2 separate regions of the Ovis aries genome follow, and region 2 is linked to region 1. A link is a contact called in public Hi-C data. All regions are on one chromosome and are shown on one strand. Each heading gives the region's core, a stretch centred on a gene start, on an enhancer-like site or on the middle of the called end of the contact. The rest is flanking DNA. Distances are from core to core; before and after follow the strand shown.

Region 1 (3,854 bases), core at 436-2,935:
CACTTGATCAAACTCCACTGCTGCCTGAAGCAGTGTTATTTTAAACCTCTCTGAGGACTCTTGGCCATATTTAAAACCACCTTGGCAAGCCCTGAAAAGTAGCAAGCATACAGCTAACCGAGCCCTTAGTCATCCCTAAAAGGTTCCATGTAAAGTGCGCCGCTTCTCCCCAGCTTTCGGCCACTTCGCTGCAATCCCACAAGAGAATAAAATAAAACATACACCATTTGACTCTGTCCCCCCAAGCCCCCGTTAGCGTCTGCCAAGGTTGGGTGGCCCCATAGTCGCCCGGTGCGGGAGTCCTGGGGAGGGGGGCGGGGCGGGACAGGGGAGGGGCCGCACCACTCCCCACGAAGCCACGCACAGGGGCTGGCCCTCAGCACTCTTTCTGTCCCCCAAGTTAAGGCTCTCCATGGCTTCTAGAGGCTGGGGACGATTAAAGAGAGTGAGCTCTCCGTTTCTACCAGGTTCAATCATTTTAAAGAATTAAACAGCAACTCATCCAAAATTTTGCACCCTTTCGGCCACACATGGAATACTCCACACCCAGGAAGACTGCCTGGCCAAAGGTTAACCCCAGAGTTGGGCTGGAGAGGGAGACGCCGCTAACCTGTATGCACTCTGTAATGGGCTTTGAGATGGGAGGATTTTCCATAGACTTTCCCACAGCCACTGTAGGGGCACTTGTGCCTCTTTTCGGAGGCGTGTTTCCCCTTCGCAGCCACTCCAGGGTGGAGGAGGGAGAGCGGGCTGGGCGCGCCGCCAGGATCCTGTCTCTCCTCCGGGCTGTGGGAAGGACTCGACCCAGATTCGGTGGTCACGTCGCTGTCGGACCCCATATCCTCATCCGGGCTCTCGCTGCACACCGAGGGGGTCTGGATGGGTCGGTACTTGTTCAGGTCCAGCAAGCTCTTGGCGATGGTGACCAGCGTGCAGTAATCCTTCCAGGTATCCCCCGGGTCACCGTGTTCCTTGGTCACCTCGCGCTCAGGTAGTCGCAGCCGCTCGGCGTCCGGAGCGCCCCCATGCTCCGGCACCGCAGCGCGGTTCGAAATGGAAACCAGACACTGGGCAGCCACGAAGTCCATGTAGGCGGCTGCGGACATGGTGCGGGCGACAGCAGCCCCGGCGGCGCGGCCAAACTTGGCGGTGGCTGCGGAGGTTCGGCTCGCCGTGCCCTGGCCTCGGACTACGAGCGCTGCGCCGCGCGGTGGCCAAGGGGGCGGGGGCGCGGGGCGCTTCCGACTCGCAGAGCGCGAGGCGACCTCAGCCCCTCATCTTTACGTAACCGGCAGCGCCTCCGCACGCAGCATCCACGGCCCCGGGCTCCGCCGCGCTGCCGCCTCTCGCCGCCGCCGATGCCCAGAGCCGGGCGCGATCCCCACCGACGGGCGCGCCCGCCACTCCGAGCTCGCTCCCTTGGAAAGATGCCACACGTGGCGGTCGCAAGTTTATTCGACCGAAAACGCCCCCGAGGCGCTGGGAGAGGAAACTGCCTGAGAGGTACACGCCCTCGGCTGCCTCTCCGTCGAGCCAAAGCCCCAGGACTTTCACCCAACCACCTGGACGCGGGTGGCAAGCGCCGGACGAAGCGCCAGGTCTAAGAGACACTTTTCCCCCAGTCCACTGACAGCTTCTGAGCCCCTGCTCTTGCCGGTCCGCACCGTGCCGGCATTCTCTCGCACAGTAACAATTTCGCAGAATCCCATCACGTCACAATCCGAACCCCCTCCAATTGGCCAGTGGGGAGGGTGATTCAACTCTGTTTACTTTCTCCCGCTGCCAGTCAGAACGGCCTTTCGGTGGAGAGGTGCGTCTAGAACTGAGGCGCGCGGCCAATCCGACTGTTCCGTTTCGATGCCTCGTGCTACCCCTACAGCCTCGAACGCTGACATTTAAAAGGGTAACAGCCGGGAGGCTGGAAAGGAGCAGCCGGACGTCTTTGGGAGTGCCCCTCAATCCCTTAGCCGGTCCAGGCCTCCTGGCTCACGTTCCAGCTGGCGGAGTTGTAGGATACACCTTCCTACTCAGCTGCGTTCTTTCTTATGACAAAAAGATAACGTCCGTTTCGGTTTTCCAGCTCGCAAACAGTTAAGTGACTTCCTGCAAACGCTACAGTCCCAGCAACCAGCCTTCCAATCAAAAGTAAGTTGGTTGATGTCACTGACAATGGCTTAGCCAATCAGAAGGGCGTACCGAAGTCAAGCGCTCCACACTTGTAAACGGGAAGAGCTATAGTGAAACTGAATATATCCTTGCACTTTGTGTTGCTGATAGTAAAATAGAGATATGTATGGGAGGGCAGGGGTGATGAATAAATGCAAAGTGAGTCTATAATTAAAGAAAAGAACTAAATATTATCAGGCCAAGTTGCCCAAGAATAAACACAAATGAGAAAGCATCAATTCGTTTTTTTCCGTTTTGGGAAGCAGCATACTTTTAGGTAGATTTTTAATAATTCTTCCACCCAATGCAATAATTATGACTAACTCATCTTGAAAATGCAGAGCTGACAAAAGTTCTGTTTTAAAGCTTGTTTTTGTTCTGACTGCACTTACTTTGACCACTTCATCTTTGCTTTTGTGATGCGTCTTTAATTTCTCTTCTTCCCTCCTGCAGGTTATTCTAAGTAAGCTGTTTTCGTTTTGTTTTGATGCTATTTTTATCTTCCTCAAATAAATGAAGCCAAAAATCCCTGTATAACTTTTAAAACTTCAAAAACATTTTTAATTCATTTTCTTTCCACAGCCCCTGAGGGACGTTAGGGTGTGTATGTATCCCTTCCCTCACTTAACAGATATGAACACTAAGATGCAAAGAAGTGACTTGTCTACCTTATCAGGTAGAGAACTCCATGGAAAACATAAATCTGATTCCTTGCTGTTTGGGCTTCAGAGCTGAACTCTTTGGTTTTGTGAAATATTAACTTTGCTTAACAGATTCTTAAGAACTGGAACCAGCCAAAGCCATTGAATATTTTGGCATTACTTGATCAACAATTAGTATGGCTCTTAAGAGTCTACTTCTTAGGTTTGCGCCTCTCTCTGAAAGAATGATGGGGTTGTTATCCATCTTGATAGCTGAAAAAGGAATCTAAGGTCAATGTTTCTTGCAGCAGGTGTACTGTCCACAGAATTGATTAAAAATACATTTATTTTCCTAAGTGGGTGTGAGAGGTACCTGCCTCTATGTAACGTAGATGCAATGAGGTCCAACCATAACCCCCACTGGCTATTAGCCTTTGTTAAGGTTTGGGAAAGGTTCTGGTCTCTAAAGGAGGAGTCTCAAATTTACCCTTCTAGTTTGAAGGCTAGTGTAGTTTCCATTGACTTTGCTTTTAAAATGGTACAGAAAGATATTGCAGTAGGTGACTACACAGGAAAGGGAAGTTTAGAAAGGGGGTGCTGGTCAACGAAGAATATCATCACCGCCACCATCATCATCATAAGGTCGGTACATGTAAAGTGAAGTCATCTTAAAGTTCTTGTATTCCAATCCCCTTAATTTTAGAAAAGCATTCACTGAAGCCCTAAGGAATTTGCCTACTTCATGATTTTTCTGGAGCAGACTCTGTCCCCAAGGCTACATAACCACTTAGAAATTCCATATTTGCTTGCCCCTTTAAGGTCCAGCACAAATAGCAGCAGGATCTCTCTAGGACTACTATGATCAAGGCCTGTTACTCTCTCAGATTTGCACTGTAACTGTCATTGCACCAGGTACCTTCATAGCAGACAGTTCTAGAGTTAACGTGGGGTTATTCCAAAAAACAAAGTCTGTATCTTTTCTTGAAGACTGTATCCAGGAACTTGAATAAGTCAATCATCATAGGTTTTTTTAAGTATACATTTACT
Region 2 (3,854 bases), core at 581-3,080, 190 kb before region 1:
CAACCCTCATTATCACTGCATGTATTATTTTACCATTGCTGCTAAGTCACTTCAGTCATGTCCGACTCTGTGCAGCCCGACAGACAGCAGCCCACCAGGCTCCCCTGTCCCTGGGATTCTCCAGGCAAGAACACTGGAGTGGATTGCCATTTCCTTCTCCAATGCATGAAAGTGAAAAGTGAAAGGGAAGTCACTCAGTCGTGTCCGACCCTTAGCATGGACTGCAGCCTACCAGGCTCCTCCATCCATGGGATTTTCCAGGCAAGAGTACTGGAGTGGGGTGCCATTTTACCATTAGGTTTCCCTAAATGTAATGATTTCTTCAAAGAATTTGACTCTTCTAAGGCTCTTGAAGCAGGTTACCAAGTCACTTCTCAAAAAGTTTGTACTAGCAATGTAGCAAATGAGGGTATAGTACCCTCCTAAGCCCTATTTTTAAAAAGATTATTTCCTGCCTTTTGAACAGTTTTAAAGGTATTATTTAATTTGCTGAAAAACTAAAAATTTTCTAACAACCAAGACATGTTCACATTTAAAAAAAATTTTTTATTCTTTCTTTGGTTACAACTTTTAAAGAGTACAGATTTCAGTTGTGTGAGAAGAAGCAGGGGCTTGGGAAAGGAGCCTTTATCCTGAAGTGGGGAATCAGGGTTTTCTGCGATTGCTTTCTAAATGCCCTCTCAACTTCCATGCTTGACTCTGAGGAATCAGAAACCAGAGTGCTCCATTTAAAAACTTTAATCAGATCTTGTCTCTCTCCTGCTTAAAACCATCCAATGGCTTCCCATTGCTTTTAAAATAAAATGCATGATGGGCAAGGCCCCCCTAAGCAAGCTTGCTCACTTCAGCACAGCTTAGCCGGCCTTCCCTTTGTTCCTCATTCTGCTGGTTTCCACCTCAGAGCCTCTGTCCTTGCCTGGAATGCTCTTTTCTCATTTCCTCCGCTAGCTCCTTCTCCAGGATTTAGCTCAAGTATCACTTTCTCTGACAGGCCTTCCCTGCTTCTTACATTCATTCTGTTTTTCCCTTCATGACACCTATCACCGCCTGGAATTATCTTGATCCTATGTAGGTTATCTTGTTCTTTTCCTGTCTTCCACACCAGAACGTAAGCTCTGAGACCTGCTTGCCTGGTTCCCTCACTGCCTCAGCCTAGCCTACTGTAGATCAGACATTATTAGAGTGAGTAAAGACCTGCAGAGGCCTCAGTGAACCTCATCTTTAATAAGGGATTTAACTAGATGAACGTGACTAGGTTTAAGTGGAAGCATCCTCTCAACGATGCCAGCGTGCTCGCTGGGGCATTTCTAGAAAGTTCGAAGGAGGAATTCTTACTAGGGAACTAGGGAGAGGGGGTGGTGGTGGGGGTAGTGAAGAAAACCTGTGCGGTGCAACCTTTACACCTGTTGGAGAGCGCAACAGACACGAACGCTATGTTTTAAGGGAAGAGCTGGCATAGAGTCATTCGAAAGCTTGCATTGTTGGGGTTTCTGTTTTGACACGGGGACCTGATTAAAAGCACAGTCAGAAGATGAAGAGGTCCCGCGCTCCCTCCCCTCGTGGATGTTTCCTGGAGCGCTGAAAAGGCTTTCAAAACATTAAATGCAGCTGACATTTTTTTCTGAGTTAAAAAAAAAAAAATCGGCAAAATGCAGAAACGTACAGACCAGTCCCGTGCCCGCTTCCCGCTGGGTCCTGTATGCCACCCCGTCCGATTCCCGCCAGCTCAGGTCTCCCAGGACCCGCAAGGGGCGGAGGGGTGGAGGGGTGGGGCATACCCTGTGACGCTACCAGGAAGGGACTGCGCAGGCGCCGGGGCCGGCTCTCGCGCAGTCGCGCGCCGCGCTATTCGCGCGGGAGTGGGACGGCGGCGCGCTGGGGCTGTAGGTAGGTGGGAACGGAAGCCACAGCCAGGAAGAGAGACCGCCAGGATGGCGACACCGAGCAGGAAAACGTCCACTCAAAGCCCCCTGGCCTCCAAGAGAGCTCTCCTGAGTGATCCCTCGTCGGAAGTCCCGAGCAAGAAAAAGAGTTCGGTCCCACCGGCTGCGCCACCGCCACTGCCGTCGTCCGGGCCTTTCGTGGAAGGCTCTATAGTCCGCATCGCGATGGAGAACTTCCTGTGAGTGACCGGAGGCCGAGCCGCGGCGTGGGAGGCCAGCGGCCGGCACACGAGGGCCGCAAGCTGCGTGCATGCGGGGGGCGGGTCGGTCGAGGTGTGCCTAGCTTTTGGTAAATTCGTCCGGGGATTGCTGTGAGGATATTTACTTGTGGGCCGTGGAGATTGACGTGTTTGTTGATGTGGTAGGTGTGTGCCTTGTGTATTGCAGTTTTTAAATTCTTAATGCCAAAGTTGTTTGAAGGCGTCAAATGGCGGGCAGTGGACGTAGTAGGAATTACATCTCCTCCCGCTGGGAGTCACGGCCTGTAGACATAATCTGTAATTCACAAAACTGTGGTCCTGGGAAGTCAAAAAGCAACGGTTAAATCAGTGCGACAGTGACGCTGTGGCACATTTCGTGAAGAGATGGCAGTTGCCAGGTGGACATAGATGGTGATGGTTGTCATGGATGGAGACATTTCCTGAAATGTACCAGAAAATTAAGCCCTGCTCTCAGTTGTTGCGCTACCCAGCAGAGCCTTGTCTTCTTCAAATCTGACTTTCTTCCCTGGTTGCTTTCTCACCCTTCAGACAGCTAATCATAGTATTCACTTTAGAATTTAGTGAGGATGTTGTAACACAACTACCGTGTATCCGTCTAGCACCTTGCAGTTCATTTGTCTGTTATATTTTAAGCTTGCACAGTGGCCTAAGGAAAACAATTAGAGTAACAATAACGACATTTTCTTTAACGCATCTATCCTGTGCCAGGTATAGAAATAGGTACTTTATTTGCACAGTACCCTCATTCATTCCTCATAACTGTTTATAGCATCTCCACTGTTAAGCTCAGAGAGGTTGATTTGCCCAGGTTTACTCAGCTGATAAGTAGCTGAATTGTTGTTTTAATTCAAATCAGGAAAGATAAATATCAAATGAAGTACCTACCATAATTATATATATATATATGTGTGTGTATCAGGATGCCCTGGGGGCGCAAAGGATGAAATGATTAATTTCCTCCACAGTTGTGAGAAGGGCCTTGTACTGGAGGATATGAAAGTCTTACGGGAAGAGCATGGAACTGCCTGAAACAGTTTGCTGTATTTAGTAAGTTTCCAGTATCCTAGTATGATTAGGACATAGGATGTGAGTGAGTGTATGGATAGAGTGATACTGACGATATATAGCATTATTGAGGGTCTGTGTTTCCTGTGCTGAGAAATTGCAGCTTTATCCTGTAGGTAGCCAGGATGCATTTTGAGTAGGGCATCATATGTGGCTTGGGCTTCTCAGGTGGTGCTAGTAGTAAATAACCTGCTTGCCAGCGCAGGAGGGTTAGGAGACAGGGGATCGATCTCCTGGAGGGCGGCATGGCAACTCACTCCAGTATTCTTGCCTGGAGAATCCCATGGACAGAGTAGCCTGGCGGGCTACATCCATAGGGTCACAAAGAGTTGGACACAACTGAAATAGCGCACACGCGTGCACCTTCATGTGGTTTATATTACTTTGGAAGCAGTGTGAAGGATGATTTAGAAAGGGTGCAAGATTGGAGGCAAGAAGGCTTTTACAGTATGAAGGCAGAGATGATCGGGATTTGAGTCTCGCAGTGGGAAGTAGGAGCAGAAAGAATAGATTTGACAGGATTTTGTCTGCAGATTAATTGCGAGGCATCGGGGTAAAGGAGAAGTGGAGTATTTTTTCTCAAGTCTCTCTCTTGGCTAATTGGTATAGAGCTGTGCTAAAGAAG

What was found. A called contact is a pair of places that touch in the nucleus more often than the background predicts.
Region 2: a contact with region 1 is called in a Hi-C map of hypothalamus, with 2.9 times the contacts expected there. The contact joins the promoter of SMC5 here to the promoter of KLF9 in region 1. A contact is called at or near these places in 2 of 16 Hi-C or Micro-C datasets (hypothalamus and skin fibroblasts).

Annotation. Positions count from the first base shown.
Region 1 is chr2:66,235,843-66,239,696 of ARS-UI_Ramb_v3.0, reverse strand. KLF9 (KLF transcription factor 9) reads right to left here and starts at 1,685. Exons shown (of 2, transcript XM_004004321.6): 1 at 611-1,685. The coding sequence starts at 1,106.
Region 2 is chr2:66,426,718-66,430,571 of ARS-UI_Ramb_v3.0, reverse strand. SMC5 (structural maintenance of chromosomes 5) reads left to right here and starts at 1,830. Exons shown (of 23, transcript XM_060409381.1): 1 at 1,830-2,122. The coding sequence starts at 1,932. LOC132659174 (a long non-coding RNA gene) reads right to left here and starts at 1,746. Exons shown (of 2, transcript XR_009599228.1): 1 at 1,664-1,746.